4 separate regions of the Mus musculus genome follow, and all the other regions are linked to region 1. A link is a contact called in public promoter capture Hi-C data. All regions are on one chromosome and are shown on one strand. The core of a region is the stretch at or near the end of the contact, and the rest is flanking DNA. Distances in the headings are between cores, read along the strand shown.

Region 1 (2,685 bases), core at 49-2,548:
GAAGACTGAGCGCAGGGCATATAAAAGTGGGGGAAGAAAATCACTGAAAGTAGTGGGGGTGTTAGAGTAGAGGAGCCAAAGGAAGAGCAGGCTGGTAAATGCAGGGGCCAGCTCGCAGGTGGGGGCTGGGTGCTCAGATGCCATCAAGAAAAACCCGACTCCAGGCAGCACAGCCAGCCTTGCTTCGGAGGATGGCACCGCAGTTGGAAGCAAGAGTGGCAGGTGTAAGGATGTGGCAAGCTCATATATCCAATTCCTAATCTTTTCAGTCCTAGGTACCACAGAGCTCCCAAAAGAAGGTGTAAGGTGAGGCTTCAACAACCAGAGGTTTAAACTGACCTACTCAATGAAGTGCGGGAAGTTAACAAGGCAAGGATCTGGCCCTGGAGCATCCGATTATTTCCCACTAAGTGGTGCTATGGGTTTGGCTTCTCACCCGGTGCCAGTTCCCACTGCTGGGTAGGGACTCTGGGGTCGGAGTGGGTGAAGGGGGCGGTGTCTGGATGCTACTGGAAGGCAGATCTTGACCATCACCTGGATGAGCCTTTCATAGTGTCTACCCATCCGGTTTTGTCCAGGCCTGGGTGGGGAAAACACAATGGCAAGCCATGCCTCCTTCCCTTTCAGCGCCCCCTCCCTTGCTGAAATGGGTGTGGTTGCTTGGTGCTCCTTTCCTAGAAGGAGGTCTGCCACAGTAGGCGCTCAGCAAACGTTAGTTGAATTTGCATGATCCCTGCTCAATTCCACTTCATTCTATAGGGATACTGAGTGAGACTACAGAAAGTTCCAGGGAGAGCTCAGCTAGAAGGAAATAGAAGAGTCTTGAGGTCCCAGTGGCCTGAGCAGAAGGCTCCCTAGCGCCATCTGGGTGCAGGCTCAACTCCAAGGTCCATGTCTGCATGGTTTGCAACTGACCTTCCTGCGGAGAAGCCCGCCCTGGGCACAGCAGCTCGGCTCTGGGGACGTCGTGCTCCCGCCACCCCGGGGCAGCACTCGGCGCCCACTGCGCACGTAGGTCACCTGCCTCCTTCTGGCTCCGCGTGGGGAGCCGGGCGCCGACAGTAGGTGTGTCCGGGGTGGCCCTGGGGAATCGCCGCGGCCCGGGGGTCCCGAGCCCGCGTGGCGCAACTCCATGCAAAGCCGTAGGCCCAGAAGCAGCGCGGCACCGAGCAGCCACCGGGGCAGGGCTCCACAACCACGCCCGGGAGGCTTGACAGTGGCCATGGCGGGGACCTCGACCTCCGGCTGTGCTCTGGGTCCCACCCTCAGCTCCCAGCCGCCTGCAGAGAAGCGTTCCCAACGGACCGGGCTGACAACTGTGGCAACTCCCCAGCGGCCCGCCTTCTTCCCTGCGACCGGGGAGGCCCCGGCGTAACCTTATCCTGCCCAGCCGCAGCAGGAAGAGCGAGGGGCGGTGGGCTAGGCGTGCACCCAGGCTGCCATAACAGGGCTGGGTGTCCTTAGGTGTGACCAGCCTGTAAAGTCTGGCTAGTGGGGAGAGCCAGAGTCAGAATAGAGCACGTTCCTCCGGGGCGCCTGAGCTTTGACTTCATTTGTTGGTGTTAGTATTAGACACAAGGAAAGAGGAGAGGTGAGCCGCCAGGTTTGGCCCCAAAGAAAAAGTTGTCAAGCAGTTTTTGCCACTAAGCATGATATAAAAATAATCATACTTATGCTCAGGTTTACAACTTCTCTCCCTCAAGGGGAGAGAGAGAGAGAGAGAGAGAGAGAGAGAGAGAGAGAGAGAGAGAGAGAGAGAGAGAGAGAGAGAATAGCACTCCGTACAGAGGAGAGAATAGCACTCCGTGCAGAAGAATCAAATTAGTTATTCAGTTTCTAAATTCTGCCCGAAGCCAGCCCATGCTTTCTCCCTCGGTGTTATGAAATGTGTGGGGGTGAAGGGAAGGGAGACAGCCAGCGAAGACATCTGACAGCGGGAAAGAGGGAACAGAAGTTACCATGGAGTGCTGGAAATCAAATTAATTTAGCTCCAAACACACACCTCCCTGCTGCCTGGCAGAAATGCAGAGGGACATATTTATCTCTGGGCAAAACGCTCCCTAGCCGGGATTGCCATTGTCACCTTGACCTTAATTAAAGAAATCTAGATGCTCATAGTTTGGACTCACAAATGGGGTTGGTATCCCACTTTTGTTAGGATTCTTTCCCTCCACCTGTTTAGGGTGACATTGATTTCTAGATTTACATTCAGGTTCTTTGGGATTCTTTTGTTTTTTTTAAACCATGGCCAGATACCCACCCCCAACACACACATGCACGCACACACACATACACACACGCACACATACACACACACACACACACACACAAGCATACATACATGCACATTACACACACACACAAGCACACATACACATCACACACACATACACACACATATGGATATATTTTCCATGCTTCTATGTAGGTTGTCTCTCTCCCTAGCCTGCGACACGGACAACAGAGATCTAGAATGAAGTCTGGCCACCTCCTCATTTGAATGTTGGGATTTTCCATAGGGAGCTCTGCTCTCTGAGATTCCCATTCCTTTTTGGCAGAATTATTCTTTGTCAGAGAGCATTAAACCTGTTTCCCCACAGTCACAGAACTTATCAGCCTAATCCAGTGCATTCCCTGGCCATCACCGGTCCTCAGGGGCTTGGAGGTTTTATTATGCTTGAAAGT
Region 2 (2,685 bases), core at 56-2,555, 810 kb before region 1:
GTCTTAAGAGAGTCAAACAAGAAAGAGAGAGAGAGAGAGAGAGAGAGAGAGAGAGAGAGAGAAGGGAGGAAGGAAGGAAGGCCACTTTAGCTGTAAGACACTGGTTCATGTCTCAAAAATACCAAAAAAAAAAAAAAAACCCAATAAAGAAACAAACACAAGCACTAAGCCTTCATCTTCCAACACACACACAAGACAGCACTTTCACTCTGGATGCTAGAGCAAGCAAGGGTGTGTGTGTGTGTGTGTGTGTGTGTGTGTGTGTGTGTGTTCTGAGGGTGAATTCTACTGCCCTTGCTCTCCAGCTGGAAAAAACAAGCACAAACAAACTAGTTGCTGGCTCAGGGCTGCGTGTATTTCACCACCGTACCCCCCAGGTTTTTTCCTGTTTCCAGGTAGCAGGCGTGCTGCGGCATGATTGACCTGGCTACATTTGTTTGTTTCCTGGTGCATAAAATATCATTCTACATGTTTACAAATTCATACTTGGATTCTTCACAGCACTTCTGGGACATCTCTTAAAAATCTGAAAAGTATCTGATTCTGCTAAAATGCAGAAACAACTACAGAAATTATAAAGGAAAGGCCCTTCCAAAATTAAAGTACTAAAAAAAATCACAAGTGTTTTTTTCTTTTCTTTTCTTTTTTTTTTTTAAACTAGAGGCGGGGAGGCTGAGGTGGTATCTGGGGCACCGGGTTACCTCAGCGATGGTCCTGAAAGCTGGAGCTTTTGAATATTTTCCCGTAATTTTGAATTTTGTAAATCCATAATCCAATAAAAAATTTCACGTGAACTAGCATTTCCATGCATAGGTGTTCCGAAATTACCATTTTCCCAATACGGATCCCCGCGAACGCTCGCTCGCGCTCCGAGTCTCTTCCAGGTCGCCCTTCCTTGCGACCAGCATTTGTTCTCTATGCCCCCATCCAGCCCTAGGACAGAACGTGGACCCCCGCCCGCCAGCGCAGGCGACACCGCGGCAGGGGGCTGAGGTGCGCACGGCGTCTGGGGCGAGGGGTTACCTCAGCGATGGTCTTTGACACCTGAAAGCTGGAGCTTTTGAAGAGCCCCACCACCTTCAGCTTCAGGGGCGGCTCGGGCGGCAACCGCACGTGACATGCTGGGGGCTTCGACTTGGGCCGGCACGGCTGCTGGGTGGCCATGGCAGGGACAGCAGAGAGCCCGGAACACAAATAGTGCGAGTCGCCAGGGCAACCGCGTGGCTCCTCCCCGAACGCCCGCAAGGGGCGGGACCTGAGTGAGTTCGTGGGCGGGGCCTCGCATCAACTTCAAGCCTGTTGCTGGTGGAAGCCGAGCCGGGAACAAGGGAGGAACCTGTAGGCCGCGGTGCGGAGAACCCACCGAAGGACCTAAGAATCTGGAACAGTCCACCCGAGATTCCTTCCAGGACTGCCGGCGGCCTCGCGCAGCCAGCCCGGGATTTGCAGCCGACCTTCTTTCCGGGTGGAAGGACGGCCTTTGTCCCAGTAACGCAGGAGTCGCCCCCCACCCCCAACCAGCTCGCGTTCCTGGGTCGGGGCAGCGCAGGACAGGGCAATAAGCCTGTGCGCGCAATCCGCCTCGCCGCCCTTGCTCCGAAGCACTCCAGCCATGAAGCTCAACTTTTCTCTACGGCTGAGAGTTTTCAATCTCAACTGCTGGTAAGTAAGTGCTCCCAGGCGTGGGCTGCAGCCTCGGAGCCACCTTCCAGTCCCCTCTCGCACATGCCTAGGAAGGAAGCAGGTCTTCTTCAGCCGAGCTAGACCCTGTCCTTCCCGAACCACCAAAGTCCACATCGCCTAAAGACCAGAGCTTGGGTGGTTGCAGCAATCACCAAAGTCCCTATCATCCAAAGCTGAGGTGATGACAGCAGTAATCGTCCCAAACCTGGCCCATGTCTTTCCTTTTAAATGATTTACTTTTATTTTATGTACATTTGGTGTTTTGCCTGTATGTATGTCTGTGTGAAGGTGCCAGATTCTCTGGAACTGGAGTTACAGACAGTTGTAAGCTGTCATGTGCTTGCTGGAAATTGAACTGCTGACCCATCTCTTCTGCCCCCTGCGTCCTCCACCCCTTTTAGGGACATCCCCTACCTGAGCAAACATAGGGCGGACCGCATGAAGCGCTTGGGAGACTTTCTGAACTTGGAAAACTTTGATCTGGCTCTCCTGGAGGAGGTGAGGTTGTAGGGCAGGCTAGGTTGGAGGAGGGCAGCAGGCGGCAGGCGGCGCAGGAAAACTGTTCTGTCTGGGATGAAATCCAAGCAAGTATCCTCACCTTCTTCCTCAGGTGTGGAGTGAGCAGGACTTCCAGTACCTAAGGCAAAGGCTATCGCTCACCTATCCAGATGCACACTACTTCAGAAGGTGAAAAGCCTGTGTTCTCAGCCTGTTCTCAGACGAGGAAGCTCTCCAACATTCTTGCTTGCACCCTCGATCTTCTTCCTCTGGGTGTGAGAAGAGCAGGCCGTCACCCTCATCTTGCAAGGGCTGCTGTCTTAGGCTTTGTTCTGGGGTTGATCTTAGCAGTAGAGCTGGGAGACCGCGGAGGGGAAGAGGGCTGGCTGGGTACTCCCCTCCTTGCTCTTCTGGTTATTAAGCAAGAGTTGGTTTTCAGCGGGATGATAGGCAGTGGCCTCTGTGTGTTCTCCAAACACCCAATCCAGGAAATCTTCCAGCATG
Region 3 (2,685 bases), core at 89-2,588, 770 kb before region 1:
AACTGAATTGTTCACTCTCAGCTGCAGCTCTCCCTCTGCAGCCAGTTCTGATCTCCCTTCCTGCAAACCATTGGCTTTTCTTGGTCTTCCCCGTTTCCGTTTCAGAGGATCGTTCTTCTTATTGGAAATAACCACCACTGGCGTCCCAGTGCAGTTCAAAGCTGGTGGCTTTGGGGCGCTATGGTTATCCTGGAAGTCTGCGTATGCCTTTACCAGGTCATAGACTTTTAAGAACTGAGCAGTAGCCAGGATCTGCTCTGTCGTTTTCTCACTGGCATGTAGATAACCTGTATAGATAAATTCCAGCAGGATGCCAAAGGTGTCTGCAACCATGCCTTCCAGCATGTAGATAGACTGGCCAATCTCGCCCTCTTCCGCAAACATCATTGAGAAATACTCGCTACTGGCGGCCAGCAAGGCTTTATGGGCTCGGAAATGCACATTCTCCACGATTAAAGTAATATCACAAAGAAAGCCCTTCTTCCTTTGATCCTCCAGACTGGCCAGCACAGTGTCACTGTGAGTGTCTGAGTGTACCATAAGCTGCCCACAAGGCTCCGGGGTTGTGTCTGCCATTTTCTCCAGAAGACTCTGAAGAGGCTTAAATCTGAAATAAAAAATCAATGTTTATTTAGGAAGAAGTATTGCCTAACTAGACTGTTCGTGTTCCAGCTGTCACAACCCAGTTTTTTTTTTTTTTTTTTTTTTTTTTTTACATTATCACCTTCTACACTCTACTTGGAAAGCCAAGCCTTGGGTTCCTCCCCTTGTTGCGGCTACCCTGCTGGATGCCTCTCCAGTACCCACATAACCTCTTACGGTGGGGAATTTCCTCTGGAAATTAGAGAACGGGTTCAAAAGTCTGTACGGCCCTCCGGTCCGTTAACTTTGTAATTAAACTTTCAAAGTGTGGCGGCACAAAGTTGGAGTTGGGGGTGTGCTGCCTCGATGCTACACACGGAATAGCTGTTTCGACTATAGGAACATATATGAGAAATATGGGAACGAACCCACGCAAGGGAGATCTACGGTGAAATAACGCGCGGATTCAGAGGCCCCGCTCTGAGCAGCGGCGCCCGGAGCTCCGTCCCAGGCCTGGGGCCTGAGTCCCGCGGACGTTCCGCGGCCCAAGGCCCCGGGCCGAACCAACCGGCCGCGGACCTACCTGTCAGGGCCGCCCCGCAGGGACTTGCTACGGTCAGCCCACCCGGCTGCCCAGAGGGCACTAACCGGGCCTGTCGCCGGTCCCCGCCCCCGCCACCACTACGCTGTAGCTCCGGACTCCCGGCGTCTGTCAACCCGGAAGCGCGCACAAGGGCCGTAGCATCACGTGACCCCGGAGCCCCGCCCCGAGGGCGGGCTTTGCTGTGGAATCCGGAAAGGGAGGGTCTGGTGCGGAAACCTGCCAATCTGCGGAAATTTACCTCCAGTTACCCCGCTGAGTTTCCTTTAGACCTCAGTAGACACCACATCCGCTGATTAGATGCTGAGCATAAAGACGGCGGTGGCTTCAATCAGCAGATATTTACCTCCTGAATGAATCCTCTTCCTCGCTTTCCTTCCCAAGTTACTCATCCTCAGCTCTGTGTTTATCCATAAAATGGAGGTGTTAACCTACCTGGTACGGTTAGAATGAGCTTAGTAAGTGCTTGGCTTGGCTAAAAAGACCGAAACGACCGCTGTTTTTATTTAGATTTATGGCACTTCTGAGAGACTATTGAGGGTTTCAGTTGTCTCAGGACAGTGTCGCTCCCTCTGAGACCTATGGGTATGGGAGAGTTCTCTAAATAAAAACCTGGGTAGGATCTGCTGTGGCTCTGTGTTCCGGACCAATGCTCCTAAGTCCCGCTCAGATTCGTTCCGGACCTACTCCAACTGTGCCAGCAGCTTCCGCTCAGCGTTTATGCATCGCGTGTACCTAATTATCTCTACTTTGTCCACTTCCAGATTATAAATTTGCCATCTATATTGCCCACAATTTGGAAACTAAAGATGGAATTACCAGCCGGACTCTTTCTTTCTTACTAGTTTTTATTAAAAGTGTAAGACCCCCAAAGCTGGGCCTCCGCTCAAGTCCCGGGATGAGCTGGCCAGCACCCCAGTGTCCCGAGAGAAAACCACACCTGATGCAAACTGCAAGAGGTTTTATTATCAGCTAGCTGAGGACGAAGTGTCTCCCTAAGTGTCTCCGCATTAGAGATCAGGGAAAACAAGCTTGGGGAACGTCTAGGGGCTTTACCTTCCAGGGAGAAACGCTCTAAGTTGGGGTCTCACAAAAGCAGCTCATACCACACAGGTATGAGCTCTGTGGTTTCCCCCTTATCTTTACAGAGTTATCTAGTGCACTCTATCCAGAGCTCCCTCGAAATCGGTCAGATATGTGGGCGTCCGAGTGGGATGCCAGGAGAGCTTTGCTTGACTTCTGCACTCCAGAAGGAACAAGGGTGGTTGTGGGATTGGGGATTTTGTTCAGTGATAGAGCACTGGGTTCTGGATTCTGCCCTCAGCACCGAGAGGAAAATAATAATAATAATGATAATGATAATAATGATAAAAAGACAGAAAGAACAAGGGTCAGTCTTTCAACTTTGCTTTCACATAGGTTTTTGTTTGGTTTTCTGCTGAAAGAATTGCAGTAAAAACAATGCAATAAAAACTCCACAGAGCCAAAACTAGATCAAATTT
Region 4 (2,685 bases), core at 92-2,591, 580 kb before region 1:
TCCATTGTACCTAACTGAATTAAAAGCACCTCAGCTAGTGGCTAAGAAGACCTTGAAAACATCAATATAAAGGTTTTACTATATTATGTATATTAATATACATAATACACAGCAGTGGCCAGCAATATAGTGCATGTGAGATTATTCTGAGAGGTTGCTTAGCAAATGTTAGCTTAGTAAGGAAGCAAACAAACAAACCAAGGGAGATGAGGGAGAGAACGAAGCAGTTGTGTCCTTTCGGTTTCTGTGATCACATGCAGCCAAGGACTGCTTCACAACTGTCTTCATGAATGCAGAAGTTGTATATTCATGTCTCATTCCCTGGCTGCTTGGGGTAATATAAGTTGGAAATGGATAATCTATAACTTTCAACATTGAAAAGTAGCAGTAATGTACACAGTTTGAAAATTAAGGTAGAAAACTTTAATGAAAACATTTGTTCATCTGCTGCTAGGCCTGGTAGTACAGGCCTATCATTCCAGTTATTCAAGAAGCAGAGGCAGGGGGATCACAAGTTTAAGGCCTACCTATGCTGCAGAGTGAATTTTAGTCTAGCTTGAGCAGCTTAGTGAGACCCTGTCCCTGAGTACAAGGAGGCCAGGGGTGGATGTGTCTCAGTGTTAGAGCACTGGTGAGCACGTGTGAGGCCCAGGTTTCAGTCCCTGGGATTGTACAAACTGTGATAAGTATGAGTGCTTCTCCAGTAAGTATAGATTAGTAGTATAGAAGCAAATTAACAGCAAAGCAGAGAGTGATGGTCTATTAGTGGAACAAATACCTACCTCTAGATGAGTGGATCTTGTTCCTGCCTTACAGAGTATAATTGAAAACTTCTTGTAAATGGAGCCCTGAATATCTATACTTCATGGAATTCTGTGTTAATTATGTACATTAAAAATGTTACTTAATGCCTGTAACTGAACCCAGCCTGGTTTGCCTCCCTATCATCAGCCAGTGTAGTTTGAAGTGAGTTTTACAAAAACATTTATTTACAAGGTGGTCAAGCATGTGGAGACAGGAAAGCTAGCCCCAGAGCCCCCTCTCTTGCATAAGGTATAGGGTATTTGTGGTTAAAGAGGCAGGCGCGGGGGTGGGGGTGGGGGTGGAGGGGCAGGGTCTAAGGCATGAGGAAGGATAATTGGAAGTAACCAAAAGTGGACACATTGATGATCTACACTGTGCAGTCGGATTGCATGGATCTTATAGAATGTGAGTCCAGAGGACTTACTAGTGTCCTAGTACTCTGAGGGTGGACTTTGGTCTCCTGGTGTTGTTATGCCCTGAGTTCAAGGGAAACCCAGATGAGCCCAAGAACTTTGAAGTCAGCTGCAACTTGCAAAAGAGCCTTTTAGTTTGAACTCGGATCACATGTCCTGCACTGCACTCACAGGGTGAATGCTGACAAACAATGTCTGAGTGTGGAAAGCACTGGGTTTATGTATAGTATAGTTAGGAATCCCCTGAAAGTTCACAGAAAAGGGGAGTGGAGGGCTGTAATCGGAACTGAAGCTGGGAGGGGGATTAATGAGTGTCTGCTGTGGGGTTATCAGGAACTAATTTTATCGCAGGTTGTAACTGTCTGTGACCTCTGATTACCTTTTCTCCATGATTTAAATGCAGGGCCCTAATCTCCTTAGTTTGTTATTTCTCTGAGGTCTCAAGGACAGGCACCTGGAGAGTTCGTAGTTTATCTGGAAGAGTGTTGGTTTCTGGAGATACAAAGGGGAGGATGTCTCGTGCTAGAGTTTGGTGCCTCAGGATGTCTCCATTAAGGGGAAGTTTTATGGGTAGTGCCATTCTAAAGCTAGGCTGGGTTCCCTTGGAGTGGCCAGGGAAGGGGAGGGAGCCCTGGGCTTGCTGCAGGAGACGGCAGCACAGAAACCAGCTGTCTGCATATTGTGTTTGCTGCGGGCTGCAGGGATCAGCCTTTTCTCTCCCCAGCTTTCTGATTCCCTCATGCTTTTTTACTTTGTGTGTTTACTGAGACTAGCAAGGGGATTTAAATTGTGCTTTCCAATTAATCAAACTAGAGAGCAATTAGAGATTAAGTTACTGTTTCATAGAACAGGAAAGTCTTTTCATATGTGGCTTTTTAACAAAATAATGAAGCAATGTTAGAGTTTACTAAGAAAATGTCTTAATGAAGATTTTTAATGTGAACCTAAGAGCAAGGACTGAGACAGGATGACAGGCATGTAAGAGAGTCTCTGTGCTAGCACATGCTTGCAATCTGTGTGCACCTCTTAGAGAGAGTCAACGGAATGATAAGGTTCCATTTGATTGGCTAATAATGAGGTTCAAACCTAGGACCTCTCACATGCCTGGCCAGAGCCCAGCCACTGGGCTACACCCTCGGCCCTGTCATGAGCTACCTGGGCTACACCCTCGGCCCTGTCATGAGCTACTCTGTGAAGAGGATGAAGCAGGTGCTGCTTGTCCTCACTTGGAGGAAGGTCGTGGTTAAACCATCAAGGAATGTCTGTGTCTGCCTCTCACATGGCTACTGTGTGAGGTTGCCAAGAAGAAACATGCTTTCCTTTGCCCCTCTGCCTTGTTGTGAGTCCCTCCCTCTGTGGGCACCCCCTCTCTGGGGCCCGCTGATGCTCAGGATGATCGGTAATTCTCTGTTCTTATGTCTTATATAATTTCTCTATTTTTTTTATCAGCTGTGCAAAAAAATACCCT

Evidence for each region. Promoter capture Hi-C pulls out the DNA fragments that hold promoters and counts their contacts.
Region 2: a promoter capture Hi-C map of stem cell-derived epiblast-like cells shows a contact between it and region 1, with 2.9 times the contacts expected there. The contact joins the promoter of Smpd2 here to the promoter of Mettl24 in region 1. A contact is called at or near these places in 3 of 39 promoter capture datasets (the SN4741 cell line, embryonic stem cells and stem cell-derived epiblast-like cells) and 1 of 115 datasets of contacts at active chromatin or transcription factors (embryonic stem cells).
Region 3: a contact with region 1 is called in a promoter capture Hi-C map of stem cell-derived epiblast-like cells, with 4 times the contacts expected there. The contact joins the promoter of Zbtb24 here to the promoter of Mettl24 in region 1. A contact is called at or near these places in 8 of 39 promoter capture datasets (the 3T3-L1 cell line, cranial neural crest, embryonic stem cells and 3 more) and 1 of 115 datasets of contacts at active chromatin or transcription factors (astrocytes).
Region 4: a contact with region 1 is called in a promoter capture Hi-C map of liver, with 4 times the contacts expected there. The contact joins the enhancer-like site here to the promoter of Mettl24 in region 1. A contact is called at or near these places in 9 of 39 promoter capture datasets (the 3T3-L1 cell line, 3T3-L1-derived adipocytes, cranial neural crest and 4 more), 2 of 115 datasets of contacts at active chromatin or transcription factors (embryonic basal ganglia and embryonic hindbrain) and 1 of 9 other capture datasets (adipose tissue).

The regions. Positions count from the first base shown.
Region 1 is chr10:40,681,895-40,684,579 of GRCm38.p6, reverse strand. Mettl24 (methyltransferase like 24) reads right to left here and starts at 1,298. Exons shown (of 5, transcript NM_177793.3): 1 at 916-1,298. The coding sequence starts at 1,224.
Region 2 is chr10:41,488,960-41,491,644 of GRCm38.p6, reverse strand. It overlaps Smpd2 (sphingomyelin phosphodiesterase 2, neutral), which reads left to right and starts at 1,305. Exons shown (of 10, transcript NM_009213.2): 1 at 1,305-1,662; 2 at 2,085-2,181; 3 at 2,294-2,370; 4 at 2,621-2,685. The coding sequence starts at 1,613. Ppil6 (peptidylprolyl isomerase (cyclophilin)-like 6) reads right to left here and starts at 1,206. Exons shown (of 8, transcript NM_028430.1): 1 at 1,024-1,206. The coding sequence starts at 1,164.
Region 3 is chr10:41,449,011-41,451,695 of GRCm38.p6, reverse strand. It overlaps Zbtb24 (zinc finger and BTB domain containing 24), which reads right to left and starts at 1,338. Exons shown (of 7, transcript NM_153398.3): 1 at 1,166-1,338; 2 at 1-607. The coding sequence starts at 576.
Region 4 is chr10:41,259,392-41,262,076 of GRCm38.p6, reverse strand. The region is part of intron 10 of Fig4 (FIG4 phosphoinositide 5-phosphatase); the gene reads left to right. Among named protein-coding and RNA genes, the nearest start is that of Fig4, 43 kb to the left of the region's middle. Within about 2 kb of position 1,341, at least 19 of the 459 cell types and tissues checked have an H3K27ac peak or open chromatin away from gene starts, as enhancers often do. A contact at or near this core is called in liver, where this site is marked.